3 separate regions of the Mus musculus genome follow, and all the other regions are linked to region 3. A link is a contact called in public Hi-C and HiChIP or PLAC-seq data. All regions are on one chromosome and are shown on one strand. Each heading gives the region's core, a stretch centred on a gene start, on an enhancer-like site or on the middle of the called end of the contact. The rest is flanking DNA. Distances are from core to core; before and after follow the strand shown.

Region 1 (4,100 bases), core at 1,002-3,501, 770 kb after region 3:
ACTGAGGTAAGGAGATCTCTGAGTTCAAGGTCAGCCTGGGACAAAGCAAGTCCCAGATCCATACGTGGTAGTACGCATCTTAAATCTGGGCCACACCTTCTGCTGGAGGCCTACATAAGGACATTGGAAGAAGGAAGAGTCACTCTTCTTTGACTGCTTGCACTTACTTGCCAGCCCATCTGTAGGAACTTATTTCTACAGAAGACCAGCCTAAACAACTAGCCTCATGGGACTGAGCAACTACTAGATTCTTGGACTTCCCATTCACAGCTGGCCATTTGTTGGGTTAGTTGGACTACAGACTATAAGTCATCACAATAAATTCCCTCAATATAGAGAGACATTTCATCCATTCTGTGACTCTAGAGAGTCCTGACTAATACAACAATCATTTGGCATTCATTAGTGTGTAGATCAAGTGCTGTTAATTACACTAAGTTCTGTGTGGTCTAAGGCTTCCAGGGACAACTTGTATCTTTACTATGACAGGTATCTGTCACAACCACCAAGATATAGCTGATGGCTTTGTTGGTTTCTTCAGCTTTTTGCCTAGAGTGTCATCTGGGGTGGGCTTCTATGTGGAAGCTTTGTAGGAGCCTTCCTTCCATACAATTAAGTCTGTTGCAATGAGCTGCCTTAGAAGCAAGGGCATGTGAAAGGCCAATAGCGCATATGTTTCTCTCGGACTCCCAGGGGCGGAGATGACAGTCTACTATCATTGGCCCAGAGCACAGTTCCTCCTGCTATCTGTCTGGTGTGGCTACCTCATGCCAGCTAACAGCTTCTTACCCATTTTCCACAGTGCTTCTGATTCTGCAATTTTAACCCTTAATCTTCCTTTTGAACTTCAACCTGTGTTTAACCTATAGCATATGTGAGCAAATGGGCAGTTTTTACTATGGGTTCTTTTCTGATAATATGCACAGAAAGTAGGTTCCTACCACAACATCCTGTGTGAGCCCAGTTGTGTTTAAGGTAGACAGGTGCCTAGAGACAAGTACTCCTCATTGGGTGAGACAAGAATGGGGCATCAATTTACAGTGCGTGGAGTTTTTGTTGTTGTTTTTCTTCCCCAGCAGCCAATGTTAAAAGTCTGCTTAAGAATCTGGCAAAACCTGACGTTTTTAAGGCTCAACCAACACTCCCAAGACCAAAAGAATAGTGTTTACACTTCAAAAGATAGAACCACTTGTATATAGTGATGTATACATTAGGGAAGAAGTTACCCTTCTTCCCATGTCTCCAGCTGCAAATAAACCCCGTCGATGGCCACTCTACAATTTCTGAAAATGGTGGTATGGTGCTGCTGCTGTTGGTGGTGCTAGTGTTGCTGTTGGTGGTGATGCTGATGCTGGTGGTGGTTGTGGTGGTGCTGGTCAAGGGGTGGTGGTGGTGGTAGTTGTTGTTGGTGGTGGTGGTGCTAGTGGTGGTGGTGGTGCTAGTGGTGGTGGTGGTGGTGGTGGTTGTTGGTGGTGGTGGTGGGTGGTGGTGGTTGTTGTTGTTGGTGGTGGTGGTGGGTGGTGGTGGTGGTTGGTGGTGGTGGTGGTGGTGGTGGTGGTGGGTGGTGGTGGTGGTGGTGGTGGGTGGTGGTGGTGGTTGGTGGTGGTGGTGGTGGTGGTGGGTGGTGGTGGTGGTGGTGGTGGTGGTGGTGGTGGTTGGTGGTGGTGGTGGTGGTGGTGGTGGTGGTGGGTGGTGGTGGTGGTGGTGGTGGTGGTGGTGGTGGTGGTGGGTGGTGGTGGTGGTGGTGGTGGTGGTGGTGGTGGTGGTGGTGGTGGTGGGTGGTGGTGGTGGTGGTGGTGGTGGTGGGTGGTGGTGGTGGAGGTGGTGGAGGTGGTGATAGTGATGGTGTAGTCTCAGGAAAGCCAGTCTCCCAGAGTTGAGTTAGGAAGGCTGCTCCTTTCCCAAAGCCTGTCCTGGGCCTCTGCGCAGAGCCTCAGCCAAAGGCTTGTTCCTTAGTGCCACCTTCCTGGTCCCCAAACTCCAGAGCTTTTCCCAAGACCAGATTGGCACCTGGGCTCTCAGTAATCTACATGTACTGCTTGAGAGAATTGCCTTGACTGGAGTCCACTCCCAGTTCCTTCTAGAAGTCAGCATTATTCACGGAAAAGCTGGAACCAACTCCTCTTTCAGTTTCAAAGACTGCACCAGGAAGTCCCAGCAGGCTCTCTGAAAGACACCAACACCTGTGAGGTCCCAGTTCAGTTATGTCTCATTGCTCACAGGCATGCCTCCAAAGCCCTCCAGTGCTTGAGAAACAAAGAAGAAAGGCCCTGGGGAGAGGGCCCTCCCCCCTGAGAGAGCAGAACTGGGCTAACAGGAAACCAGGCTGTCCTTTCTTGGCTTAGAAAGCGTGATGCCTTTATTAGTCTGAAAGAGTTTAGAGGGAAAAGTTACAGGGCTGTCACTAACCTGGGCCCTCTGAGCATACGATTCTTTCAAGTTGACAGCAAGGGTCTGACATCAGAGTAGCAATGGTTGTCTAACACTGTGAACATACTTAAAGGCACTGGTTCAAATACTTTTTTAAAAGAAAATGATTGGCTCATGCTTTCTGAATTTCACTTCAATAAAACTCCCATTTGATTAGTCTTCTGGGCAATCTTCCCTCTCTGCCAAGTGAGATCCTGCTTGCAGATCTGTAAGCCAAGAACAGCAGCCTAATCTTAAAATTCCCTAGAAGTTTTAACCTCTTGTGTTTGTTCTTTTCCTTCCCTTTAACTTCTTGTAACTGCTGACTCGGACTCGGGTGAAGACAAACCACCTCTTATTAAGGCTGTGCCATTGCCTCATGTGTTGACCTTAGGGCTACTTTAGTCGGATCTTCTTGCACTTGGACTTCCCCTGCATTTTCTAACAACCAGCTCACTCCTTTTCTTTTATTCTCAGCTCAATTGCTTCTGAATGCTCAGATTGCTCTTAAAAATCTGCCGTGTCAACTATGGGCAAACAATGGCTTCTGAGGGGGGGGGGGAGTTTAGCTTTCTCTATGGGTCAAGCCCTTTAATAAGTTATCCAAGCCCAAGTGTTCAGCCCTTAACACATATGCATACAAGCAAGACTAAATGGGCTCCGTGGGGTATATGTGTGTTTATGTATAGTCAAGGAGCAGTAACAACCGGGGCAGGGGGTATGAACTTGAGAGGGAGTGAAGATGGCATGGAAGGAGTTGGAGAGGCAAGAGGAAGTGGTGAAATGTGGTAAATAAGAATACATGTATGAAATTATCAAAAATTTTTCAATTTTAAAAATCTGTCATTTAACCCCCTGGTAAAGAATAGGATATTTTCATATTATTGCTAATAACCACCTTAAAAAAAACAAACAAACTTAAGACTACTTGATCCCAGGCTGCCTTTGTAAAAGATTGAAATTGGGGGCGTGGAGGTGATCATTGGTTAACAGTGCTTGCTGTGCAGATATGAGGAGCCGAGTTCAGATGCCCAACAAACACCCAAGGAAAAAGCTGACTGTGGACTCTCAGGTCTGGAGCAGCACCGGGAACCAGCCTACCTGAAAAGTGGCCAGCTCCAGGCTCTGTGGCAATGCCTGCCTCAGAAGAAGGTGATAAAGCATGGTAGATCAGGGCATCCGACATCTTTCAATGACTTACTTGGTGTACACGCATGTGAATGCTGGAACCTCAAACACACACACACACACACACACACACACACACACACTCACACTCACACACACACACTCACACACACACTCACACATTCACACACACACACTCACACACACACACACACTCACACACACACTCACACACACACACACACCGAAACCTTCTGATTATATCTGAGTGGGGTTTATAAAAACATTAATATAATACATTTTTCTTTCTTTCCTTTAAGGAAAGGCAGGAACTTTAACTTCTAGTCTTTGGTGTTTGGAGATAGCCAGACACCTCACTATGACAGGACATACCATTAACCCACAGCACTTAGACTCTAACGTCCAGAAAGCATGGTCTAACCCAGTCTCTCGTGCTTCACACATCAGACAAAGTGCCCTTTGCTCAGGATACCTTGAGACGAGTCCTTAATTATGACCTCCAGGGAAGCCCCGGCTCTTTCCTTCAAAGACTCATTATGGTT
Region 2 (4,331 bases), core at 494-2,993, 650 kb after region 3:
CAATTCCAATGGAGACCCTGACACCAAAACTAAAGTGGAGAGTGATAGAAAAAGACCCCCAAGACCAAGTTCTGATCTTGACTCTGGCTTCCACAAGTCCTCATGTGCATGTGTGGGGCAGGTGCACACATGCACACAAACATACACACACACACACACACACACACACACTTACTTTTTAAAAAGAAAGAAAATGCCCAGTGGAACTGAATAGACAATCCTTAAAAGAAGAAATACAAACAACTTATAAATAGTTAAGTGTTCATCCTTAGATGGATCTGAGGGATACAAATGAAATTGAAAAAATTTTTTTAAAGATTCCATCTTGCTCTAGTCAGAATGGTTATTAACAAAAGAATAAATGACAGCAAATGCTAGTGGGGATGTAGGGTGGGGAAGGGAAGCCTTTATTCCGTATTAGCGGGGGTTTAAACCAGAGTGGAAATAGAATTTCTCTAAAAGCTAAAGGTTGAACTACCTTATACCCAGCTATACCACTCCTAGCCATGTAAGGAGATGATCTCCCATGATAGGGCTGCCTGAGAATCCATCGCACCGTTCTTCTTTACAGTGTAGCTAGGAAGTAGAACCACCCTAGGTATCCATCAACTTATGAATGTATAATTAGAATATACTGCATACACATAAAGAAAAACAGAATTACAAAATTTTCAGGAGAATGGTTGAAACTGGAAAATAGACTCAGTGGGGTGTTCCCAGGTCAGGAAACACAAGCACTGCATCTTCTCAATATGGGAGTCCTCACTTAGAATGTTTCCGTTTCTGTATGTTTAAGTTGGGGTGATTTTTGTAGAGGCTAGGAAGCCAGAAATGAACTGTGGGGGGGGGTGTCTTAAAGAGTAAAATGCTCAAGACCTGAAAATGCAGTGGTAGAACCAAACCAGCTGGGGATGGACCAGTTTAAACAGGAATGGGCTGAGTGTACTAGAAAATGGGAGAGTTAACTGAAACTAAGAGATATGGAACGGCCATACAGAAACTCCTTGCCACATAAGCTAACTGCACGTATAATTTACAAGAAAAGAATGTTTCAATGGAGGTGTCCTGAACATGTGGCTAATGTGGCTCCCAGAATCAAGTCTTTAAGTTAAAACTCCAAAGTCAGACATGAGATATTCCTTGTGAGTGTATGGCCATTTGAAGTCCCCCATGTCCCCAAAATAATACAGTTTATTGTTATTGGGGGTTTTGTTGTTGTAGTAGTTGTAGTTGTTGTTGTTGTTGTTATTGCCCACCAGAACCAGACAATAAAACCATATTACTGAAGACATCAACCTTGTTTGGTTATGGGACATTAGGAAATCAAACTGGAGCCAGGCTGGAAACTTCTTCCCCTACTAGCTAGCTTTTATAGTTCTGGGAGATGCTAGGAAGCTGGGGGTTGTGGGGAGACATAACATGACTGCAAGCCCTGCATGTTAGAATGTGTGTGTCAGCTGGCCACTAGCATAGCTGTAACTGTTTGTAGGGCAACTGATCACTGTCTGATTGGGCTTGAGGCCCAATCCACTGGAGGGGATTCATGCCTGGTGTTGCAAACCTGGTTAAAAAATCACAGCTGTAGAGGTCATAGGCCCTGATGTGGAAGCTAGTGCTCTTGTTATGTTAAATTGATATGCTATGTCTGTGCAACTATCTTAATAGTTCTGGTTATGCCCAGAGATTAGTGCTGCCCTGGGCTTGGCTCAGAGAGGCTTCCTCTTGCAGTGAGAACTGATTACTACATAAGCTCAGAGCTGGTCAGAGAGTTGAGAATAAGCGGCTGTTTAGTGCTCGGTCCTAAACAGGACATCTTGCGTCACCCCTTCCAAGAAGTTTTTATGGGGGGATCCCTGCAAGCTCCACAGCCAGCAGAGGAGTGAGCCAATTGAGGCAAAAAGGAAGTTTGGTTCACCACTACCTGGTTAGCTAGTGTTGGTTCAAACTCTTTTTTTTTCCAAGAGTTTATTTTAGACATGTTTAAGTACATTACAGTCTTGGGAAAAAGTTTCCTCATAAGAATGATTTCAACCCCTTGTGCACAATAAAGCCCAAGAAGTGACTGCATTAAAACTCTTTTGCAAAGTGCACATGGCCTCTACCACGAAGGTGGGCTCTGTAGCTTAAGGGCTTACGATCTGGGGTAGCCTTCCTTGCTCATGAAGATAGCATAGAGGTTCCCAGCTATAGAGTACCACTTGTGACATCTCCTGTAAGGTTGGGTTCTATTGACTGAGAAACAAAGCTAAGGATAAAAGTCTAGAGAGAGTCTGGAGTCAATGTCATGGTCTCCAGGATGAGGGTGAGGCTTGGTCCTAAGGATAACACAGATCACCAGGCTAATAAAGCCATCCACCCCCAGCTTTTGGGTGGGAAACGGGTATATACATCCCTTCCATTGAAGAGACAAGCCCACGTGCTTAACATTCATGTTTTCCCTAGGGTGTCTCTGTGACCACAAAGACCTCATTCCCTCTACATGTATCTACATATATGTACAGAAATAGATGTATTATAAGACTCATGTGATTATGGAAAATGACAAGTCCCAACATATGCAGTTGGCAAGCTGGGGATCCGGGAGACAAGTCTGACATCTGGTCTGTAAGTCAGTGGACGCAATCATCCAGGCAAGCCCCATGTAGGACAAACTTGGTGTTATGACTCTAATAATTATAATAGCATTGACATCCTGAGGCTATGCAAAGATTAAATGAGATAATAATTTCAAGGCTACAACATATGAGCATTGGCTTTTATAAATGTTAGCCTTTATTATCAGAGAGCCTCGGGGTATTATTCTATTCAGTGCGTAGTCAACCTTGGAAAATGATTTATTTTACTACCATGAAGTTACTCTTAAATTAGTTACAGGGGCTTACACCTATAATCCTAGCACATGGGAAGTTTGAAGCAGGAGGATCACCATGTATCAGGGCCAGTCTGAAATTCATGAGTTCCAGGCCAGCATAGGATCCAGAGGCCTTAAGGAGAGTCCCACACTGAGGTGCCCCCATGTGCTCTAACATCATGTGGCCCTTGCCCTTTGGAAAACACTAGACCAGAAGCCCCAGGGGATCTGGTTCCTTTTTCTTGTGCTTTTCACCCATGATGCCAGCTTCTCAGCCAAGGATTCCAGCAGGGTAGGTGGAGAACCCCTATTCATCTCCCTCCTCTCTTACGGAGGGATTCCAAACGCTTGTATTGACATCACACAATCAAGCCCTGCTTTCTATTTCAAAATGAGTCTCCCCCACAGCTCACAGTTGAAAGTCTTAAGAGAAAACCACATCTGTCTTCTTTCATTTCCTCTCCAGAAGCCCCTCTGTTTTTGCTTACCCAGGAGTGTCTGGCCTCGGAGAGAGGTTAGGTCAGCTTTGCCCTTTGGGCTCATAAGTGAAGTATCAGCAGTGAATACAAAGGAAAGAAGAGCAGGAACAGAAAGGCACATGCCTTGCAGGGGACTTTGTGCTACTCCCTTTCTATCTTTTCTTTCCTTTGGATACATGAGCACCAAGCCACAGGCTGTCGTGAGGGGAAACAGGGAGTCGAGACGGAAAGCTGAGGAGTTTTGAGTGGGGACTCCTAGTCATGAAGATATTGTTTGTTTGTTTGTTTGTTTTTTCCTCTGTCCTGGCTGTCACCAGCTGAACAGGGTGCCTGCTCACACGGACTTGGATATGAAGATATCAGCAGAAGAACCTGGCAGCAAGTGAAGACAGACCAGCCCCCTAAACAGAAAGCTGAGAAAGGCTCCCTTTCTGTAATGAAACTGCCAATGCTGACAGTACCCACAGGCAGAGAGCAGGCAAATTTTACCATCTCGCCAGCAAGCCCTCTCTCTTGTGATTCCCGAAAAGCCTTAGATAAATGTCCAGGTTACCTCCCTGCTCCCAAAGAACATTAGATCTTACTGTACCCATAGTCTAGAGTGTCCTTCTGCCCCATTCCTTGTGTCAAAGCCTACACCCCTAAAACCAGTTGTAAACATGGCCTACCCTGCCGAGCCTATGATAATTCTCCCAGTCAAATAATGATAATATAATTGATTAAAATGTTCTCAATGCTAGCTGTTACTGAGCACTTCCCTAGGCATCCACTTAACTCAAGGCTCACATACACGATGAGCTCATCCACGTCACAGACTAGGTAATATCTTACCATCTCTGCCTAAGCAACTCTTATCATTGGGATATCAGTCAACCCGTGTGTTCTCTCCGCATCTCATCAGACATCAGTGGGGCTCAAACAAACCTTTGTAGTCTGGCTGTCCCGTGGCATGAAAAGCCTGAAGCCATAGTACCTAAATACATAAGTGATACTCAGTAAGT
Region 3 (4,374 bases), core at 1,584-4,083:
ACTGTGTGAAGTGATACCAGTAGTTTTAGAGGCAAGATCAGAGATCATAGCATCAAAAAACAAACAAAAATCTGTCAGCACAGCCAACATTAAAGTGGTCTTCTACCTTATCATCCACAAATGTCCTGTACCTGAGCAACTTTGACAAAACAATGTGGGCATTCTGCCCAAGCTGAAATGCGTGCCCACTACTGTAACATGAGCCACTAGGCAGGCTTAGCAGCTGACTTACTTCTGTATCTGGACATAGTGTAATGTTCACTTAGAAGCACAGTTGTGTGGGACTTTGGAGAGACCGGATGAAGTACAAGTACTGGCTAACAATACTAGCACCATCAGCCTAACTGGCAGCAGTGCTGTGAAAATAGGCACATGCAGAAAGAGGAAACATCTGAACCCTGCCTGGTGGTTCAGGTCTGTCAACTGAGGCTGCAACTGGAAGATCACACATTGATAGCCTGGGCTATTGAAGTCTAAGCTGCCCAAGACACAAGGGCCTTAGGAATATAACTCAGTGGTAGGGCCTTGCGTAATATGTCCAAGGCCTGAGTTAAATACCTAGCACAGAATATAGGCAGGCAGGATTCTAAGAGTGGAAGGTGAATGTAAGAGTGGTGTAATCTACAATGTAAGTAAAGTAATCTATAATGAATGGGATACAGAATCACAAGGGTATGAATTTACTGTATAATAGCCCTACGTATGGCCAAGCCTCTGGAGACACTCCACCAATGGAAAACCACCCAGGTGAAAGTCACCATATGGTGTGGATGCAGATACAGGAAATACAGCCAGAGGGATGGAGACACTGAAATTGCAGGATAGGAACTTCTGAAAGTCTCAAGAAACTTATAGATAACCAAGATGTGAAACAACTGAGGATGTTCTATGTGACTAAGACAAAGCAGAGTAGCTTCAAGTAACCTCGTAACAGAATCTATGAGTTCATGCATATAACTGCTGGATTCTCATTGCTGAGCAATCCTAGTGGAGCCCTTCACATTTGCCAGAATTACACTTGGCCCAGCAATGCATTGGTGTGGCAGTCAAGCCATCCATCCATTCATTAATAAGGTATGGAGCTGTGATTGGCCAGGAGTTCATTATGTAGAGCAGGTTGGCCTTGAACTCACAGCCAAGTCCTTTCCTGGCCATACATAGGAAAAAATCAATCCACTGTCCTTTCACTGCCTCCCATTAATATCTGTGGAGTGTGAAAAAAAAATATACAAGCCCTCTAGACTGATACCAGGACTACTTTCTAGGTTTTTAGTGGCACTTTTATAAATCTTAGCTTTTGGAAGGTGGAGGCAGGCAGAGGCAGGCGGCTTTAATCTGTACATGCAGATAAAGTACTCATATATATTAAACAAATAAAAATAAATCTTAAAAACAAAACCAGGGGCTGGAGAGATGGCTCCGTGTTTAAGAGCACTAACTGCTTTCCCAGAGGTTCTGAGTTCAATCCCAGCAACCACATGATGTATCACAACCATCTGTAATGGAATCTGATGCCCTCATCTGGTGTGTCTAAAGACAGCTACAGAGTACTCATAAAATCTTAAAAACAAACCCAAATAGGCACTTAATGGACACAGACTCTGAAGGCCTTTGGGTTCACATTGTTAGTATCTCTTGTGGAATCTCCCGGTGCTAACAATCTAGGAACCATAGTGCAGGAAATGACAGATCACACCCTGCCTGCTCCAGTGCTAGGAGTCAAATCGATGGCTCACACATGTCTCCCCGTTTCCTTTCTGGTCTATGCAGTGCTGGTCCACGCGATGCTGGCTTCCCTTCACATTCTCTAACAGTTTGAGGCATATACTCTTATCACTGAGCAGTAGCCCCATTCTTAGCTTACTGTAGAGAATGTCTCTCCTCAGAGTTTTATTTCTTGAGACTAGTTAACAACGGTCTCTGTCGTCCCTTCTCAAGAGTTTGGTTACTACAGGCGTGTGCCACTGTGTTGGTTTTTTTCAAAACAATTCTAAAAGGAGGCTGAAAATTGTTTTTACCTTCTGCAATATTGCTGGAACTAAAATACATGTCATTGGGTGAGCTGTACATTACATGCCTGTAATGTACTTTGGGAGGTGGAGGCAGGATTAGGAGGCCAGCCTGGTTATAACTGACCCTGCCTCAAAAAAAAAAAAAAAGATAAAATAGAAATAATAAAAAAAAAAACCCCACACAGGTGTGCACCCACCCACCCACCCACCCACCTACCTACCTACCTACCTGCCTTATTGAAACTCTGGGGTCTAGGCTGTAGCTCTCAATCCCCAGCATTCCCAAAGAAGTAAACTCAGGGTTAAGGGAAGAAATCAGAGGATTTTTCAAATCAGAAATAAGTAGTAGAGCACCATGACACAGCTCTCTACATACCTGTTCCATTTTACGATTTTGCTATTGCTAAACATTTTGAAAATCTTAGATCTGGGGGCTGGCTTATGGATGTCTGAGCAGCCACATGGCTCCCCCTTTCCTTTCTGCAGGCCCATGCAATGCTGGCTTCCCTTCACATTCTCTAACAGTTTGTGGGCTGGAGGAAGGGAGAGGGTTTCGAAACCTCCAACACTCGGGAGATGGTTCGTTAAGTACCTAGTGTGCATGAGGCGCAGGCAGGTAAATCTCTCGGAGACATGGTCTACTGGGTTGTAAATCAGTAAGAACTATGTAGTGATTGAGGAAGATAGCTGACGGCAACTTCTGGCCTCCAAATTCTTGGATGTACAAACGCATACACAAAAGCAATAGCTCTATACCCTGCAGCAATGCCTATCAGGAAATGTAACTAGAATATCATTTCCTGTTCTTTGGGCCAGAAATCTTTCAGAAAGGGCTAGAGATGACTCATCAATTAAAAGTGCATATTGCCCTTGCAGAGGATCCAAGTTTGGTTACTAGCAACCACATGGTGGCTCCCAACTGTGACTCCAGTTTCTGGTCTCTGTGTGCACATGGTGTAATATAAACTCACACAAGCATACACTTACACATAGAACTTGAGGGTCTATGTTGTAGGGACTTAGGGAGGGGAAGGTGTGCAGCGGTGACTGATTGGCCAAGCCTGTCTTCCAGGCTGAGAGTTAATCAGTTTGGAGCTTGTGGCCTCCTAAGTGCTGGGGTTTACAGGTATTAGCTACAACACTCAGATTTGCTGATTACATGTTAAATCTGGCATCTAGTTTCCCTGAAAAGCATATGTATAGAAAAAAAAATCACACAAGTTGTACAGAAACTTTGGCCAAAAGCTACTCGATATTGACGCACATAAGTTCTAGAACAGTTGTCACACACAGCTCACAAAATAACATGGCAGCTCATCTGCAAAATAAGGCACACATGTCACTGACACTGACTGAAAACTAGCATCAACAGATACCTAGGTAAACAAAAACCTCTCCTGGAAACTTGTGCCTTCATGCAGCCTACACAGACAGGCTGTTTGGAGACAAACCATTCTGAATGATGGCATTTTAAGCTGAGATTAGCACTGATGCTTGGTCAGAACCGCTAATTTCACAAAACTGGAGACTGACTCAGCTGCCCTGTGAAGCAGGAGTCTTCAATTCTGGCACACTGATCGGTTATTCAAGGGAGAGTCAAGCAGCAAAAACTTTAGCTTTGTGGGCTTCAGAATCAGTGACCTCGATGGAAACCAGAACTGGTTCCAAATGTCATATAGAATCTGCTTCAGCTGCTGTTAAGGGGACAAAATTAACAACATAGTCCCCAACTGTCACAGGATGTTTTTATTAACACGGAGGAACTCAAGAATGCTGAAGCCCCTGCACTGCAGCATCTGAGCAAGTGTGAGCAGGGAGGGACAGCAGGAGGGGACCCTGTCCATATGTATGGTCATCACTCAACTACAGGCTTGCATGGTTACAGGAGGTTTTTGGTGGCTAGCACATCTGTGCGGCTCTAAGAGGTCAGCTTTGACAAGCAGGCTTCTCCACCAGACAGAAAACAGCCAGAACCAGGGACACGGCTGCACAGACACCACCTTAAAATGGAAATTAATGAGGCTCATACATCAGGAGGCACATTCCACCCTGATCATAAAACAAGAGCAAGAAGGCGCCTCTGGTTCTACTACACAGCCTTTCTTAGATAGATGCTTTTAAATATTCAACGCCTGCAGAGCCGTGCTCCTTGTGAACAGTTCATGGCCTCCCAGTCAGCCTTTAAGACTGTTATTTCTGTTATCTATTATTATTCGGATTTTGAACAAAATTGATGGAGTAGGAGCCAGTAGAAGAATCCTGCTTGATCTGGAAATTTTCTGTGGAGAGCCCAAAAGGTCGCAGAACCAAGTTGCCAAGATCTTTTAGTTTACCTGCAACATAAAAACAACTCAGATGAATG

The links. A called contact is a pair of places that touch in the nucleus more often than the background predicts. HiChIP or PLAC-seq counts read pairs in DNA pulled down with a chosen protein or histone mark.
Region 1: a Hi-C map of bone marrow-derived macrophages shows a contact between it and region 3, with 15 read pairs. The contact joins two enhancer-like sites. A contact is called at or near these places in 1 of 484 Hi-C or Micro-C datasets (bone marrow-derived macrophages) and 1 of 115 datasets of contacts at active chromatin or transcription factors (bone marrow-derived dendritic cells).
Region 2: a contact with region 3 is called in an H3K27ac HiChIP or PLAC-seq map of acute myeloid leukemia, with 6 times the contacts expected there. The contact joins two enhancer-like sites. A contact is called at or near these places in 1 of 15 datasets of contacts at CTCF or cohesin (the NIH/3T3 cell line) and 2 of 115 datasets of contacts at active chromatin or transcription factors (the NIH/3T3 cell line and acute myeloid leukemia).

The regions. Positions count from the first base shown.
Region 1 is chr11:44,494,155-44,498,254 of GRCm38.p6, forward strand. No RefSeq gene overlaps it. Among named protein-coding and RNA genes, the nearest start is that of Rnf145, 23 kb to the right of the region's middle. Within about 2 kb of position 2,252, at least 110 of the 459 cell types and tissues checked have an H3K27ac peak or open chromatin away from gene starts, as enhancers often do. A contact at or near this core is called in bone marrow-derived macrophages, where this site is marked.
Region 2 is chr11:44,379,123-44,383,453 of GRCm38.p6, forward strand. No RefSeq gene overlaps it. Among named protein-coding and RNA genes, the nearest start is that of Il12b, 19 kb to the right of the region's middle. Within about 2 kb of position 1,744, at least 10 of the 459 cell types and tissues checked have an H3K27ac peak or open chromatin away from gene starts, as enhancers often do. A contact at or near this core is called in acute myeloid leukemia, where this site is marked.
Region 3 is chr11:43,726,263-43,730,636 of GRCm38.p6, forward strand. It overlaps Ttc1 (tetratricopeptide repeat domain 1), which reads right to left. Exons shown (of 8, transcript NM_133795.2): 8 at 3,744-4,345. The coding sequence ends at 4,212. Among named protein-coding and RNA genes, the nearest start is that of Ttc1, 20 kb to the right of the region's middle. Within about 2 kb of position 2,834, at least 58 of the 459 cell types and tissues checked have an H3K27ac peak or open chromatin away from gene starts, as enhancers often do. A contact at or near this core is called in acute myeloid leukemia and bone marrow-derived macrophages, where this site is marked.